Linked DNA regions of Mus musculus: regions 1 and 2 are each linked to region 3. Evidence: chromatin contacts called from public promoter capture Hi-C data. All regions are on one chromosome and are shown on one strand. The core of a region is the stretch at or near the end of the contact, and the rest is flanking DNA. Distances in the headings are between cores, read along the strand shown. Region 1 overlaps Trpm3 (transient receptor potential cation channel, subfamily M, member 3). Region 2 overlaps Trpm3 (transient receptor potential cation channel, subfamily M, member 3). Region 3 has its middle 94 kb from the start of Trpm3.

Region 1 (2,973 bases), core at 76-2,575, 400 kb after region 3:
ACGCAGGCAGGGGAATGCTCGACCCTAACAAGCCTTGGCATCTCTGGGTCCACGTGGGGACGTGTGGGCAATTCCTGCTGGAAAGACGCAGAGTGGAAAAAAAAAAAAAAAAAAAAAAAGAATAGGTGTGTGCCTTTGCCAAATCAGGGCGGGTGAAGATTGAAGCGTCAGCTTTCCTGGTCATCAAACAAATCCGAGCTGAGCCCTGCCTCATTAGCAGCATCTCGTCTACCCAGAGGGAGAGCACAGGAAGTGTGCACCGTCTGTGCTGCACATTAGGAATTGTTATGAAATCCTGGGGGAGGCTGGGAAGCAAGCCACAACTGAGCACAGCATGCCTGCGTGAAGTCTAGGCAGCCGTTCCCTGCACCTTGCTTTCCAGCCTCAGACCCTGGCCTGTTGAAACACAACAGCATGTGTTTTGCCCTGTTGATTTATATGTTCCCATTGGTCAAACACTAAGAACTATTTCACTAGACGTTGTTGTTCATAAACTTAGATACATAGGAAATGTCGCCTAATGACACTATCAAATAGACTCTAACCTCCCTTCATATCATGTTTTCAGTTCAAACTTGCTATAAATATTAGTCCCGCACCCTCCCCCAACCCTGTGCTAGTTAGTTTTCTATCACTGTAAAAAGCTTTTGAGCTTACATTAGTAAGTCGATTCTTTACTTACAAGCAAACTACCAAAGTAGAAAACATGGGTATAAATGAGACGTTTTCACTAGTGAAACTCCCATTGCGAGTTTCCTATACAGTCCCTAGTAGCTAGGTCCTGGGCTTGACTTGCTAGGGAGTTCATCTGCCAACAAAAGCAGCGTGCCACCAGTACAGCTCAATGTGCAACAGCGCTCCGTTTATACGCACGCGTGTTTCCAACTTAGTCATTTACCATTGCATACTCGGGATAAATGAACTAACAGGATTTCCCTTCTACAAATTCCCTTAGAACATTATCTAGGCCCAAAGGTGCACAAACTGTAGCCCAGGAGTCAAATCCATCATATCTATTTTTGTAAACAAAGATTTACTGCAACATTTGTTGTTGTGAATAAAATATCTCCCGATGGTTCTGTGCCACGATCACAATCCTCTGGCAGAGCTGAAAAGAAACGCTTTCTCTGGCCCTTCAAGGAAAAGGCTTGCTGATGGCTCACGCTTTAAAGTAGACTCCTAGGAACATTGTGGATGGGCATTTCGGGTCTCACCCCGTGAACTTTTCCTGTATTTGCTTGAGCAGGGACACACTTTAGATGTCAGCTGTTTTGTTCTATTACCTCCCCCTGCAGCTTAAGCTAAGCCACTAGCTCTCAAAGTGTGCTCCCTGGACCAGCAGCTGCAACAGCGCCTGGAAAACTGCTGAAACACAAATTCTCACTGATCTGAGACTCCCAGGGAGGGGCCAGTGTGGGATTTCAAGCAATGACCCCCACGAGTGATGCTGATGGGTCTAAAAGAACAGCCTTTGTCCTTGCAGACACTGGCAAGAGATTTCCACACACACTGCTTCTTCCAATCATTTTCAATGAGCAAAGTACTTCCTTACAGTAGGATTGCAATTCTAGGGCATCCCTGAAAGGGCCATATTTTTACTTAATAATCTCAAGATAGCCTTCTTTTAGATAATAAGGTCACGAGTTATTACGGCAGCCACATAGATTTTTGGTGCCAGAAGCTACAAAAGGCAGTTTCACATAGACTATAGAATAGGACAAAAAAACATTAAATACTCCCATGATTGAGGTCTCAGAGAACCTACTGCATACCTCTGGGCTATAACTCCCAACTTCTCATCATCATACTGGATGAGTTTAAATGATAATGTGGTGTGGCATCCATCTCCAGATGAGAAGTAACAGGATCCATCTCTAGCACCACTGAGGATAGGCTAGGCCATGAGAAAAGTTTTCAACTGATATCTTCCCCCCTAACAGATTAGCACAGGTGCCTCTGAATTGCAGCTCTGTTCCTTTGCTTAATCATTGAGTTCTCTGGGGCTTCATCTCTCCTCATGCAAACAGAGGAATAGCTCTGATATCGAACAGCTGGGGTTTAGAAGGAATGGAAAACGGAGCCCATGAAACAGTGTGATCAACAGTGAACAAACAAACTCAGGGCCTCTTTTAAACACCCTATACTGCTGTCTACTTTAAGAAATATCAGAAGTGACCTTGCGCTCCATAAGTGTGTAACTGTGTGTAAAGGTTTGTCCAGGATTCAGCTGTTCCAGTTTATAATTAGTATACTGCAGTGATTATCAGTGAGGACACACACACACACACACACACACACACATAAATGTGCCCTGGTTGAATGGTAAATCAATTGATCCCCTTAGTGTAAGACAACACTTCATTCCAAACCCAAAACGCAAATGCAGCCTTGTTTGGATTCATTTGTAATTACCTTCTTTAAAAAGCACATTACCAGCCGGGCGTGGTGGCACACGCCTTTAATCCCAGCACTCGGGAGGTAGAGGCAGGAGGATTTCTGAGTTCGAGGCCAGCCTGGTCTACAGAGTGAGTTCCAGGACAGCCAGGGCTACACAGAGAAACCCTGTCTCGAAAAGCCAAAATAAATAAATAAATAAACAAACAAACAAATCTTAAAAAAAAAAAAAGCACATTACCATCATTATTTGCTCATAAAGAGCTATCACTGTATTAAGAAAAACACATACCATACAATGAAAAACAGTATTTTTTCACTTAGAAATAGATTTGCACTTCCAAAGTGGAAACAGGGGCTGAGGTTGTCTCAGCACTGTCTCAAAATGGCCTCTCAATGGCAACACACTCTTTGTTCTGTATGTCTACTCTTGACAAGAACCATATTGAGAGTCCGGCACCACAGCACCACCGATGGGGAGTCAAATGTCAGTATCACTGTTGAGACTGCTGGAGATAATGAGGTGGTGTGGGATCAGTTCCAACACCCCCACCAGGCAACAGGATCTCCCAACACTTT
Region 2 (3,217 bases), core at 531-3,030, 280 kb after region 3:
GAGAGAGATAGAGATATCACTCGTAAGTGGGTTAGAAACTCTTCACTGGTAAAAAAAACGAGAAAGTTGCAACAAAGTGGAACATGGGCAGGAAACAGCCTGAGCCACTGAGAAATGGCCTTGTCCAACAGGGAAGGGAGACCCAAGTTGATTATTCCTGCCCGATAGTTTTCTCATAAATCACACCGCTGGCAGGACAGGTGGCTGTGTCTTTGCCAACTCTCTCCTTTGTAGGAAATGGGACACCCTCCACAGTGCCAAGACCCAACAAACATACTTCAGGAACACAGAACAATGTTCAAAAAGACCTTGTAAATAGCAGAGACCTGTAAAGGACCTACTGGAAACAGGCAGTCTGAGAAAGTGTATAGTGTGCTTACTTTCTGCTTTTGCTCCACAAGAAAGCTTAGTTTTCTAACTTAAGTTGCTTTTCTAAGTAATGAAGTTGACTTGGAAGGCAACAATGTCCTTAAGTCTGCCTGGGGTGTTTAAACTATTTTACTGTTTCTTAGGCAATGCTGTGACTAGCATTTGTTGGCATCACTCAACTCACATCTGACTGTGTCTTATCCATGCTTTGATGTATTTTTATCTCCTACATACAGAGTATGATCATATGAAAGTAAATTTGATTACCTACAAAAATGTAGGGAGATGCAGTCTCTTAAGCTTACACATAAAATAACTTTTCTCGGGTTCTCTTGGCTTCCCTTGAAAAGAGAACCGAGTGCAATGAATTCTCAGATACAATGTGATGATAAATGGGAAAGCATTTCTGTATGCCGATAATAAACTATGGTATGAGACCCTGACAAATATGACTGAGCCCTTCAACTGTGACGGTCATGGAGATTTCTCACACCAGCTTTCACATGACTGGCAATGGAGTCCCCTTAGAGCTGGTTCATTTTCACCTTTAAGCTGAAAACTTTGTGATTGAATCTATTGCCTGACAAGGGAACCATTGTCAGCAAAGGTTTTCTCTGACTGTAAGTCTTAGCTGATATATTTTGCCACATGAACATTTATGATCTCAAATCTATAAAGTCACTGATAGCTTTAAAAAAAATTTAGTTTCAAAATGTCTACCCTAAGCATCCCCGGGAGTAAAACCAATCACCAGATGTGATGTACTTCAAGGAGCAAAACAAAACAAAACAAAATCCATCAGATGGAGCTGATGTGGAGATGAGCAAGTTAGGTATCTAAAGGCAATGCCTGCTGGTTTACACATGATTCGATTTGTTAAGTTCTAGCATTAAAGGCCAAAACTGGAGTATAGGTTAAGAAAGATAATGATCTCTGTATTTCCTTAAAGCAGGAGTTAGCTTACATAAGTTGTGACTTGTTTTTGAGATGTCATTAGATACCAAGGGATCTCAAATAGAATGTTAACGCTTCTCGCCCTGCCTCTATTCAAATGCCCAGCAAGGGAGACTCTACCTTTGTGATTTTTTTTTTTAAAAAAACAAGTCCATGTACAATCATGTGTATGTGTGTGAAATAAAAGGGGCTCATATATTTAGTATTACCAGGTTATATAAAAATAGTCCATAATTGGGTTAATCCAGAAATGTTTAGAAATAATTGAGAAATACTGTTTTGTCCTGCTTTGGACTTCGGCATTCCTTACTTAGATAATTTGTAATATATGTTTGTTTCTTTGACTAACATGTAACAACATATCCATCATATTCCAAAGTTGGAGTAGAAATTACTATAGCTCATTGCCTTGGCAACCAACTGCCAGTAGGCTGTGTACTGTGTTTGCTCTTCTGAAACTTGGATGGATTTTCTCTGTGGATTTGGTAACTGGTGTTTGGGATGTGCCGACTGTGGGCTGAATTTTAAGGGTGGTCTGTTTTCTGTTTGTTTGGATTTGTTCTTTTCCTTTTCTAAGAGGACTCTTTTCTTCCCTGGTCATGAATAGAAGACAAGGTACCTCATTGAAATCGAATCCTCACCCGGACTGACACTGTTCTCAGGAAGGTTAGACTGGCCTACTTTCCTCATTGTAAACACTGCCTCAACAAAGCAAAGAGTTCTTCTGAGCCCCAGCTGTGTTAAAGAGGACTTGCAACCCATGTGGACAAGAAGAACTGATCTCTGCTCCTGCTGGCCAAAAGGAGCTCTTACACCTCTTCCTCTAGCCAAACAGCAAATTGTTTGGCAAAATCAGTAACTTCTAACACCCGCCATTTAATTCATGACCTAGGAATACTCACGATTTGTAGGCATCTGCCCTAAGAACAATATGAAACCCTATCACGATTCACGGTCTTCTGTAACTGACCCTGTTCAACTCCCATCTCAGAGTTTCACAGCGTCCCCAAACCATTTTCTCCTATGCTACTAGGAAATAAGTTAAGTCACTAGGAAAGAAGTTAAATTTAATCCATCATTGCTGTGGGGAGGTGATTCATCATTTGGTTGCCCTCGGTACTTTTCAAACACGTTGTTTTCATCAATCTGAGCAGACTGGTTTTATGTTTGAGGTACGCCGTCTCATTTTTCCCATTCGATTTGGGGCCTGTGAGCAATTTCAATACTAGCAAAGCGCAAAGTAGACTTCATTAAAGACCCTTGAGCAGCCCTGCACAATCAATCAAAAGTTATAATTTGCAGTGAAGTAAGTTTAAACATTGGAAAAACAGCACCATCTGCTGGAGAGGCGCAGGCAGGGAAATATGTTTGTGTAGTAAACCTGGGGGCCCAAGCTCTTTGCTACCTGTGTATGTGTCATGTGAAGGCATTGTGGTCACTTTAGTGACAATAAGGTAGGTTCCGCTCACAGGACAGGGAAATTTGCCAAGCCCTGTTCTTGCTCTATCTTCATAGACATAAGCCTTGAGAAATCACTTTGTAGACTAAGTGGTCAAGATGTATTTATTAGAACAAGATGAACATGGTTGGGTACCTCACACCTTCAGCTAGGAGAGGGGAGGTCAAAGACTCAAGATCACACACAGGCTATAAGATGCAATGGTGATGTCAGCATCTCAGCCTTCGACTCAGGTACACAGGAGAGCAGGCATCAGGGTCCTCAAGCTGCCCAACCTCATGGCGAAAGTTATGGAGTGAGAAGAGAAGGTGCTCATTTCATTTGAATCAATAATTGTAGTTCTAGGAAGCCACCTAAAGACGAGTCTGAGAGAAATAGAAACAGGAATGTTCATTTCAACGTTACTTCAGATGCTGAGGAAGTGGGGCTGGCAAT
Region 3 (3,114 bases), core at 233-2,732:
AAACTCTGGAAAATGTAAATCCTGAAGTGTAGACTCCACAGTTGTTCCTATTTCTCTGTTCCATCTATCGGCTGTGTGAGCTCATATCACATATAGATACACTGTGACATTATGGTATGTGCTGCAAAAAACAAGTAATGGGTCTCATAATATAATTTAGGACTCAAGCACTAGCTTAGACTGTACCATGACAAACCACAGGGACGGTACAAAGAAGAAGTGGGCAGAGGGGGGAGGTCCTGATAGAATGATGGACAGGAAGGTCTTTGATGCGAGGTGATTTTTAAGAGAGTCAGAGTCATCTTGCAGTAGTACCTCAAACTATCTACAAAGAAAAGGGCCAGGGCCAGGGTCTTGCATGATGACCAGACTGTGACATTAAGGACAAAGATGTAGGCTGGAGTGGAGTGGGGATCAGGCAGCGTGGAATTACATTGGGCTTCACACAAGGGGCAAGATCACATACAGAAAAACATAGTTTGTGCTGAAACCTTATGCTTGCTATCATCTATCTATCTATCTATCTATCTATCTATCTATCTATCTATCTATCTATCTATCTATAGCTATATATAGATAGCTTTGAGGCAGTTGCTTATTTACTATTAGGGTTTGTTTGTTTTATTTTAGTTAGTTTGATTTTTTTGGGTGGGGGCAAGGTCTCATGTAGCTCAGGCTGGCTTCAAAATCCTTTTGTAGCCAAGGCTAGCCTTGGACCAGTCTTTCTGCCTCCACTTCCCAAGTGCCAGGATTACAACTATGCACTATTATGGCCAATTAGATGAGTATTTATGGAAAAATGTGGGGTATCTAAATAGGAGCCTGAATATTTGGTTTTACAGATCTCAGGATGGAAGACGCGTACTGTGAGGGAAAGTAGACTGCTATGCCTTGAAGTGTGCGTCCTTAAAACTCACACATTGAACACATTGCTTTTAGCATCCTGGAATGTGTCTATATAGGAGATGAAGTCTTACAAGAACAAAGCTAAAATGACATTAAGAGAAGCCCTAGTGTGTCAGGTTTTCTCATCGGGAGGAGGTTAAGACTCGGACAGGAATACAAGAACGACCTGGTGAAGGCAGGAAGAAAAGAAACACAGCAAGCAAAAGAGAGGCTGCAGAAGAAACTAACATTGCCAGCGCTTCATCTTGAATTTGTAGAGTTCAGAACCATGAAATCCTCGTGGGGTGGGGGTAAGGTCCGGGTCCTGTTGTCTAAGCGCTAAGCCTCCCCTGCCCCATTTTAGTGCTTTGTTCTAGCAGTCAGGGAAGAATATATGTGGGTATTTAGAATCTTCCAGTGTAGTATGCAGCACTAGCCTGACAGCTTTAGCAGTGGTTTGTGCATCTTGTTGCACCCCCACCCCACCACCCGCCGCTCTTATATGGCTCCCTCACACGCTGAATTGTATTCCTCTCTGTAACTGATTGGAAATGAGGTGACTGCCAAGGCTGAGTCACGTAAAACACTGTGGCATTGCCTTGTTTTGTCATGGCTCACTGCCTCTGAAGAAAGCCAGCTGCCCCACTGTAAGGACATTGTAGCCTCATATAGAGGTTCGAATGTTATAAAGAACGCAGACCGTGTCAGGTGGGCACGCTCATGAGCAACCTCTAAGTGCCCCAGCTCCGCAGGACCCTGGATCCATCCTCAGTACACACCTTGAGTGACACCCCGCCCAGTCATGCTGCCTAGTCTTCCTGACCTGTAGTAGGGATTGTGCGATAATAAGTATATATTGTAGCCGTAAACCACTCAGTCTGAGCTGGGGGCAGTTGGTGCCGTAGCAACCGATTAGTAATATAAAAAATTAAAGAGAAAAGGACAGCGGCAATGCAGCTACCTTCTTTCTGGTGAATCTAAAAGTGGGTCAGCGGGATTTCATTCAGCCCGAATTAAAGAAAAAGACGTTCGCTCCGCTGCAGAGAAATCTGCAGCCTGGGGTGATATTTTTAAAGGCCCAGCTAAATTTTTGTCTTTTAGAGTTTTTGAAACTTTGGCATTTTTCCCAAACTCTGTAAGAATTTCTGATGGTAACAACAACACCTACGATTCATTTAACAAAGATTTAAAGCACATTTTTTTCACATCGACTTCTGTGTTCAATTTAATTTGGAAGACTGCAGTTCTCTAGAGTTCCCTGGAATTTGTATAACTTTCTAAATTGATCAAAGCTCTTCCCTGTGGAAGGATGGATGCAAGTTTTTTTTTTTTTGATGTAGATGACACCTTTGAAAATTAAAACCTGAGTCCTTCCCACCCTAGTATGCCTTTTAATTTTGCATCAACTACCTATACCAAGAACTGAGTGGCTGACAGTATCTACATATATTTAAAACCACTGTTTCCTAGAAAATGAATATTTGATATTGAAACTTTAATTGTCAAATTGTATCCAGAGAGAAAAAGTGTGCTTTGGGCTATAAGTGAAGTTCATTTACAAAATGAACAGTGAAATTCAGTCTTTGGCAAAACATGGCCATTCTCCTGAATCTTAGTGGAAGGTCAGGAGGGACGGGGAAAGCTAGCCAACTGTCAGCAAGTTGCAGTCAGGGTAACAGACCCTGGTCTTCTGCTGCACAGAGGGTGACTGTAGGTGGAAATGGATAGATTAGACATTTCAAAAATCTGAAGAGGTTTTGTAGGTTTTACCATAAAAATCACAAATATTTAAAGCAATATTTAAAGTTTAACCTGATTTAGATATTGTGACATGTGTTCACACATCAAAATAATACACAATAATACCCCACCCATATATAGACCTTCATGGTTTATATGTCAGTTGAAACTAAAGTTTCTAAAGGGTATAAGATTTATTCTACTTCCTCTTATCTTACCCTATGCTATTTAGAACAGAACAATTCACACTACTGACTAGTGAAGCAGGAGTGTAAAAGGAGTGGCCTGGCTAGTCCTGTCCTAGCTACGCGTGGCGTTTCATATTTGTTTGTAGAGTCCGGAGCTTGGAGTTGGTTACTTTTGGATAAGGATGCAGGGAGTATAGACATCAAATATGAGCTCACGGAAGGAAACCCACGTCTACAGTGACCCCACTGATAGGCAAGGGTGGTAAGAGGAGTTGCAGAGTGAGCTCATCATAGCACAGGC

What was found. Promoter capture Hi-C pulls out the DNA fragments that hold promoters and counts their contacts.
Region 1: a contact with region 3 is called in a promoter capture Hi-C map of hippocampal neurons, with 4 times the contacts expected there. A contact is called at or near these places in 3 of 39 promoter capture datasets (the 3T3-L1 cell line, embryonic stem cells and hippocampal neurons).
Region 2: a promoter capture Hi-C map of hippocampal neurons shows a contact between it and region 3, with 5 times the contacts expected there. A contact is called at or near these places in 1 of 39 promoter capture datasets (hippocampal neurons) and 30 of 484 Hi-C or Micro-C datasets (3T3-L1-derived adipocytes, the AML12 cell line, the AtT-20 cell line and 23 more).

What each region holds. Positions count from the first base shown.
Region 1 is chr19:22,753,441-22,756,413 of GRCm38.p6, forward strand. All of the region lies in intron 6 of Trpm3 (transient receptor potential cation channel, subfamily M, member 3), which reads left to right. Among named protein-coding and RNA genes, the nearest start is that of Mir204, 4.3 kb to the left of the region's middle.
Region 2 is chr19:22,628,846-22,632,062 of GRCm38.p6, forward strand. All of the region lies in intron 1 of Trpm3 (transient receptor potential cation channel, subfamily M, member 3), which reads left to right. Among named protein-coding and RNA genes, the nearest start is that of Mir204, 120 kb to the right of the region's middle.
Region 3 is chr19:22,352,734-22,355,847 of GRCm38.p6, forward strand. It overlaps a transcript of Trpm3 not described here. Among named protein-coding and RNA genes, the nearest start is that of Trpm3, 94 kb to the right of the region's middle.